3 separate regions of the Capsicum annuum genome follow, and regions 2 and 3 are each linked to region 1. The links are chromatin contacts, called in public Hi-C maps. All regions are on one chromosome and are shown on one strand. The core of a region is the stretch at or near the end of the contact, and the rest is flanking DNA. Distances in the headings are between cores, read along the strand shown.

Region 1 (2,902 bases), core at 117-2,616:
AATATAGTCTCTTTATTATAGATTTACTCTATTAAGGTGTTTGTACGGCTCAATAATAATACTATTAAGATAAACTAGTAAAAGTATGATTTTATCTTAAGCTTGTAAAATAATAAATAATTTTAAATATAACTATTTTAAAAATTGCTAGAGATAATTTGAGATGGAAAGAGTAGTTGTTAAAATGGTACCCCTTACACCGAAGTAGAAATGACGCGAGTAGTATGAAGCTTTCCATATATGGAAAGATGATAAGGATTTAATTAAACAAAGACAAAAATAAATAAAATGGGTTATTCTTTACTTATAGGTTGACAGTTGGTCTCTTAGTTGTTTTCACAAATTTTGATTTTAATTTTTGTGGCATCTAACAAGTACATTAATAAATCAACAAATATTTAAATTCAATATTAGCTGGCAAGCAAGCATTTTAATTTTAAAAGTATAAATTTAGATATTTTAATTTGATCTGAACTGACAACTAAACACTCCAACCCGTATTCATTGTGACTCTTGAACACCCAATATTGATTTGACATATATATTTTAGAGATGTCTAAATGATATATAATTTTATAAGTTGGAATCTTTAAGAGATATTTAAATGTATATACTCAAAGTTAGAGTGCTTACTTGTTAATCGAAGCCAAACTTGAATATCTATTTATGTATTATACTTTATGAATAATTAAAATTTTTTTGGTAGTACTCTTTTTTACTATTTAATACCCATGAGCATGTGATATGCTATCATCAGGTCTCAGATTCAAATTTTACAAAAGATAAAATTATCAGGTGAATTTTTCTCGTCTGTTCTAACCGTGTTGAATGGAATTATCTGATACTTATTATTGATAGAAGGTGATAAATATTTTATAATATTAGTCGAGATGCTTGTAAATTGATAAGAACGCCACTCTTATTAAAAAGAATCCTAAAAATAATCTAAATATAATAAATTTTTATATAAAAGGATAAAAATATTTAATTTAAAAATTAAGTATATTGAATCAAGTATCAAAATTAAATTTCACTTAAAACAATGAAACAAAAACTATTATTATCACTTTACTTAGATGTTGTTTTCAAAAGTTTTGTTCTCTCTTTAGTAAATCTTCAAAAATGTGTATATGATTGAATGATCGTACAATGGTACGGATAATCATGTTGTTGCCCTTTTATTTCTCTTTTTCCCACTTTGCCCTTTTCTTTCTCAACAAACATAGCCAAAAAAAACCCTCACCTCTTTTATGATCACTAAGCTGTCTCTCTTGATGTCGTGGTCAACCTACTTACTTACCCAACTCCTCCCAAACAACAAACAATAATATATATCTCGTTATAATTTTATAAGTGAAGTTGGAGAAGAATGAAATATGTGTTGCTCTTCTTCACTTGTGTAATATCGTTGGTTTTGACTTTATTCAAGATTCTTCATTTCTAATATATATACATAAAAAAAAATCTTAATCTAATGTAATTTTTTGTTAAAAATGATTTGAATAAACCCCTTTCCCCTTCTTAGCTCCGGTGCTGAACCCGTCTCCTCTAAATCTCAACAACCAAAAATAGAAAATTCGTCAAGTAAGCTAATCATCAATTCATATCTAAGTTATACTAAAATCTTGAATCCGTCTCAGTTTCCAACTTCAGCCATCTTCTCCCACATGTTCTCTTAACATATATAGACTGACACGTGTGCCATACGCCTCCTATTTTCCTCCCTTTTTGTCGTTTGATATTTTTCTTTCCATTTTCTCTTTCTCTTCTAATTTAATTTTTGTTTTCTTTTTCTTCATCTTCCGTTTAGTTTAAAAAAAGCATGAGCTGGAGGGAGATTCCGTGTGTGGGATTCGAGCTGTAATTGAAAACAGCCCCCCACTTCTTTACCTATATATATACATATATATCTCACACTTTGGTTATTATTCATTTCACTGAAACATCAAGAGTTTCTTCTTCTCTTCACAAGTTGTAACATTTGTGGTACTATATATAAAAAAACATATGGAGTTTGTTACCATGTTTTGCTTATTTGCTTTCATGTCTTGTTCCCTTGTACTACTCCATTCTATCTTCAACCTCTTTGCTTTTGGTATGAAGAAGTTGCCTCTTCCTCCTGGCACTTTGGGTTGGCCTTATATTGGTGAAACTTTCCAACTTTACTCACAAAACCCAAGTGTCTTCTTTGCCTCCAAAGTCAAGAAGTTAGTAGTAGCCAAACTCTGAAAAGCTAAATTGCTCGGACTCTTTAAAAATATTGCCGTACCGAGAAAGTGCACTATTTTGAAGAGTTGGAGCAATATAGCGGAAAAGCACTTTCACTTTCTTGATTTCCCTCCTGGTTTTCTTGATATTGATCAGTTTGCTAATGAGCAATGGGTGTGTGTGCTTTTGTTGCTTTTAAACAGGTATGGTTCAATATTCAAGACTCACATATTGGGATGTCCATGTGTGATGATATCAAGCCCAGAGGCAGCAAAGTTGGTTTTGGTCACCAAAGCTCATCTCTTTAAGCCTACATTTCCTGCTAGCAAAGAGAGAATGTTGGGGAAACAAGCCATTTTCTTTCATCAAGGGGACTATCATGCCAAACTGAGGAAGCTAGTTCTTCGAGCTTTCATGCCTGAAGCCATCAAAAACATCGTCCCGCACATTGAGTCCATCGCGATAACATCCCTAGAATCTTTGCAAGGCAGATTGATCAACGCTTACCAAGAAATGAAGACAGTATGCCCTAAAATTCCCATTCATTAAAACAAGGGAAAACAGAGTCAGAGCCCCCTGTTTTATTTTCCTGTTTTCTCAATTTGGTAACTTTTTCTTTGCAGTACACATACAACGTGGCACTACTTTCCATATTTGGTAAGGATGAAATGCTCTATAGGGAGGATCTCAAGAG
Region 2 (2,902 bases), core at 220-2,719, 220 kb before region 1:
TTTTGTAAAAAAATGTGGGTTACATTAGGTGTACTATTTGCCTCAATCTTACATATACGTAATAATCCAAATACAAAATACAGTTTATGTGGTTCACAAAATATAGAATAAGAAAATTATCCATTTGTATTGTTGTTGTCAAACTTGACTCAGTCAGAGTGAGTTAGAGTCCTACATTAGTTAGAGAATAGACTGACGATCTGCTTATATGGACTTTGACGACTCTCCCCAAATGAGCTAGCTTTTGGATTAAGTTAGGCTCAAGAGTCATTTACATGCATGGTATCAGAATGATGTTCATCTCTATTTGGACTCTCAGTCCACCCTCCAGTTGGATCTGATTGTAAAAGGGGGAGGAGGGGTGGGGTGGGGTATAAAGAGTGAGTTACAATCAACATTGATTCATGGACTAACTTTTGAATTAAGTTAGTCCCAAAGGCTCATATCGTTACAAATCAGAAGTTCAAATATGCTTCTGATCCATCTCCAAAATGGCACTCATTTGTCTTGGCAAACCAAGAGCCTTGTCAAAGAAAACAATATTAATAGTCACGGGTAGGGCGAAAAAATGGTTAAAATTTATAGTTACCCGTTCAATACAATTCATTTTAAATAGGTTGGATATCCTATCATTTAAAAAGTGGTCAATTATGAATTAACCTGTATTATCCATCATAAATATGGACACACTCCCCTTAAAGTATGTACGAGTGTAGAAATTTCTTAAAAATATATATTTATTAAAAAGAGAAAAGAAGAAGAAGAAATGTTTAGAATTTGGGAGTACTTAATTTTTTTTTTTACATAATAAGAAGCAATGAATAATATGAATATCTATATATTATGCGTTGGTTAACCTATTTTTTATCCATATCAAATATGGACGGGTCGAATGTTTTATCTGTTTTCACCTAACCAATTTTTAACCTGTTCACAACTCATATCTAATTCGACCTGCTCGTTTGCCATCCCAGTCACGAGGTTTCAATTGGCCTCTCTGTAGCAACGAGAGGTGGTGTAACTTCCTAATGTCCCTGAACACAATGACTATAGATGATTCAAATGGCATCCACCAACTAACTTGGGAACGAAACATATAGTATATTGTAAAGTCACATTTTAATTTTGGACCTTCTAGTCACTTTAAAACAGGGAAAATCACATCTTGATCAACTTAAAAGAAATATGTTCCTTTCTTGTTTTCATTTCTAATCTTTGTCTTTTATAGTTATTAAAAGACATAAGTGAGACCCTTGTGCAAATGTCTATTCACAATCACAAGCATAAGACAATACTTGGTTGCTATCAGCCCTTTTCACTGGCAGCATATTGCCAAATTCAAGAATCTTTGTTATCATCTAAGCACAGTAATGCAAAACAAAAGAAAGAATCACATACATGTCCAAAGAAAATAGTATATGATTGATTAAATTGGAGACTAACAGTTCCTGATCGTACGCGATCCTAACATGGGGTTCCTTGGGTTCTCCAAATCCAATCCAAGAAGTTATTGGATTGCTGGTGCAATAGCTCTTATTATCATTCTCACAATTATCTTAAAGAAATTAGCTGATTATCTAGATTATTGTAAACGCAATAAGCAGCTTTCAAAAACCAAACCAGATGAAGAAAATCAAGTTGATGACAAGTCTATGGACAGTAGTATTGATTCTAATGCTACTATAAGAACTTACGCACTAGAAGAGTTGAAGATGGCAACCAAAGACTTCAAGATTCGGATAGGCGTGGGAGCAACTTCATATGTTTATCTTGCTGAGTTTGGAGATGGAAGATTAGGCGCCGTGAAGCGTGTCATGGAGGGAAGAGGTGGCAAAACAAAGATGTTCTTGGATGAAGTCTCTGTCTTGCTTAGGATATCACATCCAAACTTGGTTGGTTTAATGGGATTTTGCTTGGACAAAGGTAATCTACTTCAATCTCCTACATGCTTGTATAGATTATTCTTGCTGGTATGAGGCTTAAGCTGCATGCAAATGAATTACACAATGTTCCAAGACATTAGTGAATTTTTTTCCATCATAATAATTCATGCCTGCAAGGGAAAGATGTTGAACTGTCTGAATGTTACCGTCTCATCTGAAGTTTAATCTGTTACAGATAACACACTTTATTAACTTCATGAGTTAGCTCATGAGGGGAGGCTTGCTCAAGTCACCAAGTACCCATCCTACTTCCAATGTGGGACTCTTAACACTCCCTGCACGCCCACACCTTGTTATGTGGAGCATGAACTATATAATATGGGGGCCCAACATCAGTGAACAAAGAATTTAGATGAAAAGGCTTTCTAATCGTTTTATTATTGAAAATACACTGTCATATATACATACCGATCACATAAGAGTCCTAGACTAATTATGTACAGAGAATCCCAGACTAAGTCATGTACCGAGAATAACAATCCTATGCAAACTAAGCCACAAGTGTTATCCTTCTTCAGTCATCACATGTGGGCCTAGTTCGGACCAAGTGCATGAAAATTCTGTTTGACAACGAGTGAAGATGAAACTTGAACCCAAGGCCTCTGTCTGAAGGAACATTCACCAAGAAAACCCCAAAAGAAAAACAAATAAAATTTATCCAAACAACAAAGGCTTCTATTGGCTATATTTTAAGAAGATACAGAATATTTGTTGTGAACTAAGAAAAAGAAACTCATCAGGATCCTTTTTGCTGCCTCTTTCTTGTGTCCCAATTATGTTCTTTTCTTACAACATAATATATGTGTAATGCTTCTTAGTCATCAAGAAAAACCCACAAGGAAAATATCAAAGAGAATTTTTCTCCAAAATTAGGAAGGGCTTCAATTGGCTCTATATTGAAGGAGAGAGAAGAGTATATATTGGAGAACTAGTCACAAAAACTAATCATCAGTATTCGT
Region 3 (2,902 bases), core at 102-2,601, 150 kb before region 1:
AATGGGACGGAGGAAATAGTAAGTTGCTCCTTGAATCGTCCTGAATTTAAGTTGTAGGTTAATTAGTCTCTCCCTTGAATATGTATGCTGTGTGTATATTTTGATCCATGTGTGGATAATTCTTCCTCAAGTACACAGCTAGTAGGAAAAAAAATAAAGAATGAACTTAATGGTCGATCATATAACATCACTCCTTAGATATAACAGTACATACAATCATTTTCATCCAAGAAAATACTGTATGCATTTGTCATTAATCTCGTAGAGACTCATAAAGCTTCAAATTATGAGTGCGCCTATGAAATTTAATGTACTACATAAAAGATTCCTTTAATTGCTAGTGCTAAAGTCTAAAGAGTTGACAAATTAACAATGCAGGACATTTAATTTCAAGTCGTTATTTTTCAAATAATATGATTAAAAACTAGAATATGGACAAACATTGAGCATGGCTATTAATTACTTGATTATTGGGCTAGTTATTATATATTTTTATAAAATTTGAGTCAACATAGCCAACTGGCCTGTTGATTTTGACTGATTTTAAGTAAGGTATTTCCTCGAATACTCAGTATGATATTACTAAGTATTTTTTAATGCTCATCTCCCTTATGATAAATTAATTAAAGGATGCATAATTAGTTGACATTAATTTCTCAATGATCTATATGTGTACGTAATACGTACATGCATGAGTACTGTACACAAGAGAACGTGTCCACGGCTGCATGATTAGTCGCCTTAATTAAACTAAATCTATCTCCTTTAATCAAAACTAAATAATAAATGGAGTAGTGTTTGAGGACAAACTTCATATATTTTACATTTGATTTCAGGCATTTCATAAAAAAATATTCATTCGGTGTATATTCATTGGAGTCTAATCAATTAGGAATTCGAGCCGAATAAGGCTCACTTGGGAGGAGCACTTCCTATCGATGTTTTTTCCACCTAGGATTCGAGACCAAGAACTCAACGATATTATAATATATATACTACATAGTACTTGAGAACTATGTGATATTATAATAGATATACTACATAGTACTTGAGAACTGTGTAAAACTACTAACTACTTGTATAAAGTTGCATATATTGAAAAAGAAAATGCTGAGAAAATTGTCGTCAAGGAAAATAGAATTGCGCCAATAATAGTGATGATGATGTTATATACAACATAATTATAATTTATGTAATCAATGAAAGTCTAATCAAAGTACAAAGCTTTTACTTAACGTTCAACTTAACTATAATTTTACACAAAATAAAGTAAAATTAGGAATAGTGGGAGTGCTATATGACAACAACCAAATTAAACCTTATCTGTAAAGTATAAGAATGACTTGTAATGAAAGTGATAGCTAGCATAAAAATAACCCATATTAGATATAAAGATACTCTTAATAATGTTACCAGCTGTAGCAAAAAATTGCATGAGCATATTATCTACAAGACAGAAAATATCACATCATAACCCTCCTAAAACATACACATTTTATACATTTATAGGTCTTTATGCATTCACTATTAGAAATTAAAACATGAATTCGTGAGGGATAATTTTTCTAGATTAATATATAATAAAATCCATCTCTAATTCTATTTAGCTGTGGATTACTGATAAATATCAAAAAGTTATGTTAGCTACTGATAATTTAGATACGGATAAGCAATGAAATTCATAAAAAATTTAAGCGTCTGATCAGTGTCAAAGTTGATGGAAATGACTGCTTGTAACGTACGAACAAGTTTACATCAATTAACTAAAGGAAAAGGGTCAAATTTATCTCTCAATTTTGAAAAATTGGTTAAATATATTTGTCATCTTTGGGGTCAAATTTATCCCCATTATCATATCTTGAGGCCAAATTTACCCTTGCTGTTAAGAAACTTTTCAATTGTACCTTTTCTTCTACCAGAATAGCCCAAATCAACTTTTAAATGCCTCATTTTAAAATAAAATAAAATTCTAATTTAGTCGACCCGACCCACAAAAAAGACACAAACAAATATATTCCTATCTCAGTTCTGTTGATTGAATTTCTCCAACGAAAAAATATACTCTTCTTTCAATGACAACACTAGAAAGTCTAGTTCATCAAATAAATATCTTTTATTTTTGTTCATTTCAGCTCCAACGGTGCTTGTAATTCAATCAATGTTAATTAATTGAGGCCCCTAAATAGAATTGTATATTCAAATCATGCTAGAAAGTCTAGTTTGAAGGAGGGATATATTTGTTGGAAAAATTCGACCAACAGAATAAAGAGAGGGTATATTTATTTGAATTTTTTTTGTAGGTCGGATCGGATTAGATTAAGGTGTGTTTTATTTTAGAAAATGGACATTTAATAATGATTTAGGCTTTTCTATTAAAAGAAAGGATAAATGTAAAAAGTTTTTTAACAACGAAGATAAATTTAACATCAACGTATGATAACAAAAATAAATTTAACCCCAAAAATAATTAAAAAATATATTTAATTAATTTTTTAAAATAGATGGATAAATTTGACTCATTCCCCTTACCTAAATGTGGAAAGAAAATAAATAAACAAAGGAACACTGTTTCAGTGGATCTGATAACATTATTTTATTATTATTATTTTATATATTAGAATTGGTGGTTTCCACATGTTAGTTTTAGGTGATTGATGAAAATTTTGAGGATATTATGGTCTTTGAAAGCATTTTTGCAATATTAATTTGCTTAACAAGATTGTCTTTTCTGTAAAACCTTATCAATAAATCCAAAAAAATGCCATCTCTTTTTTGCTAAAATTACATGTCATGCCCTAAATTGAAATGTCATTGTACACTGTGGGCCCATTGTGCTTTTTTAAAATTGACACGTGCATAACCATTTCTCTAAATACCAATTATATCCCCTTCAAGTGATGTC

The links. A called contact is a pair of places that touch in the nucleus more often than the background predicts.
Region 2: a Hi-C map of leaf shows a contact between it and region 1, with 1.9 times the contacts expected there. The contact joins the promoter of LOC107870092 here to the promoter of LOC107870293 in region 1. A contact is called at or near these places in 2 of 5 Hi-C or Micro-C datasets (bud and leaf).
Region 3: a contact with region 1 is called in a Hi-C map of placenta, with 2.7 times the contacts expected there. The contact joins the enhancer-like site here to the promoter of LOC107870293 in region 1. A contact is called at or near these places in 3 of 5 Hi-C or Micro-C datasets (bud, leaf and placenta).

The regions. Positions count from the first base shown.
Region 1 is chr1:26,959,926-26,962,827 of UCD10Xv1.1, forward strand. It overlaps LOC107870293 (abscisic acid 8'-hydroxylase CYP707A2), which reads left to right and starts at 1,367. Exons shown (of 7, transcript XM_016716782.2): 1 at 1,367-2,207; 2 at 2,412-2,730; 3 at 2,832-2,902. The coding sequence starts at 2,008.
Region 2 is chr1:26,738,100-26,741,001 of UCD10Xv1.1, forward strand. LOC107870092 (probable receptor-like serine/threonine-protein kinase At4g34500) reads left to right here and starts at 1,470. Exons shown (of 2, transcript XM_047410294.1): 1 at 1,470-1,923. The coding sequence starts at 1,470.
Region 3 is chr1:26,813,535-26,816,436 of UCD10Xv1.1, forward strand. No RefSeq gene overlaps it. Among protein-coding and RNA genes, the nearest start is that of LOC107870092, 75 kb to the left of the region's middle. Within about 2 kb of position 1,352, at least 3 of the 5 cell types and tissues checked have an H3K27ac peak or open chromatin away from gene starts, as enhancers often do.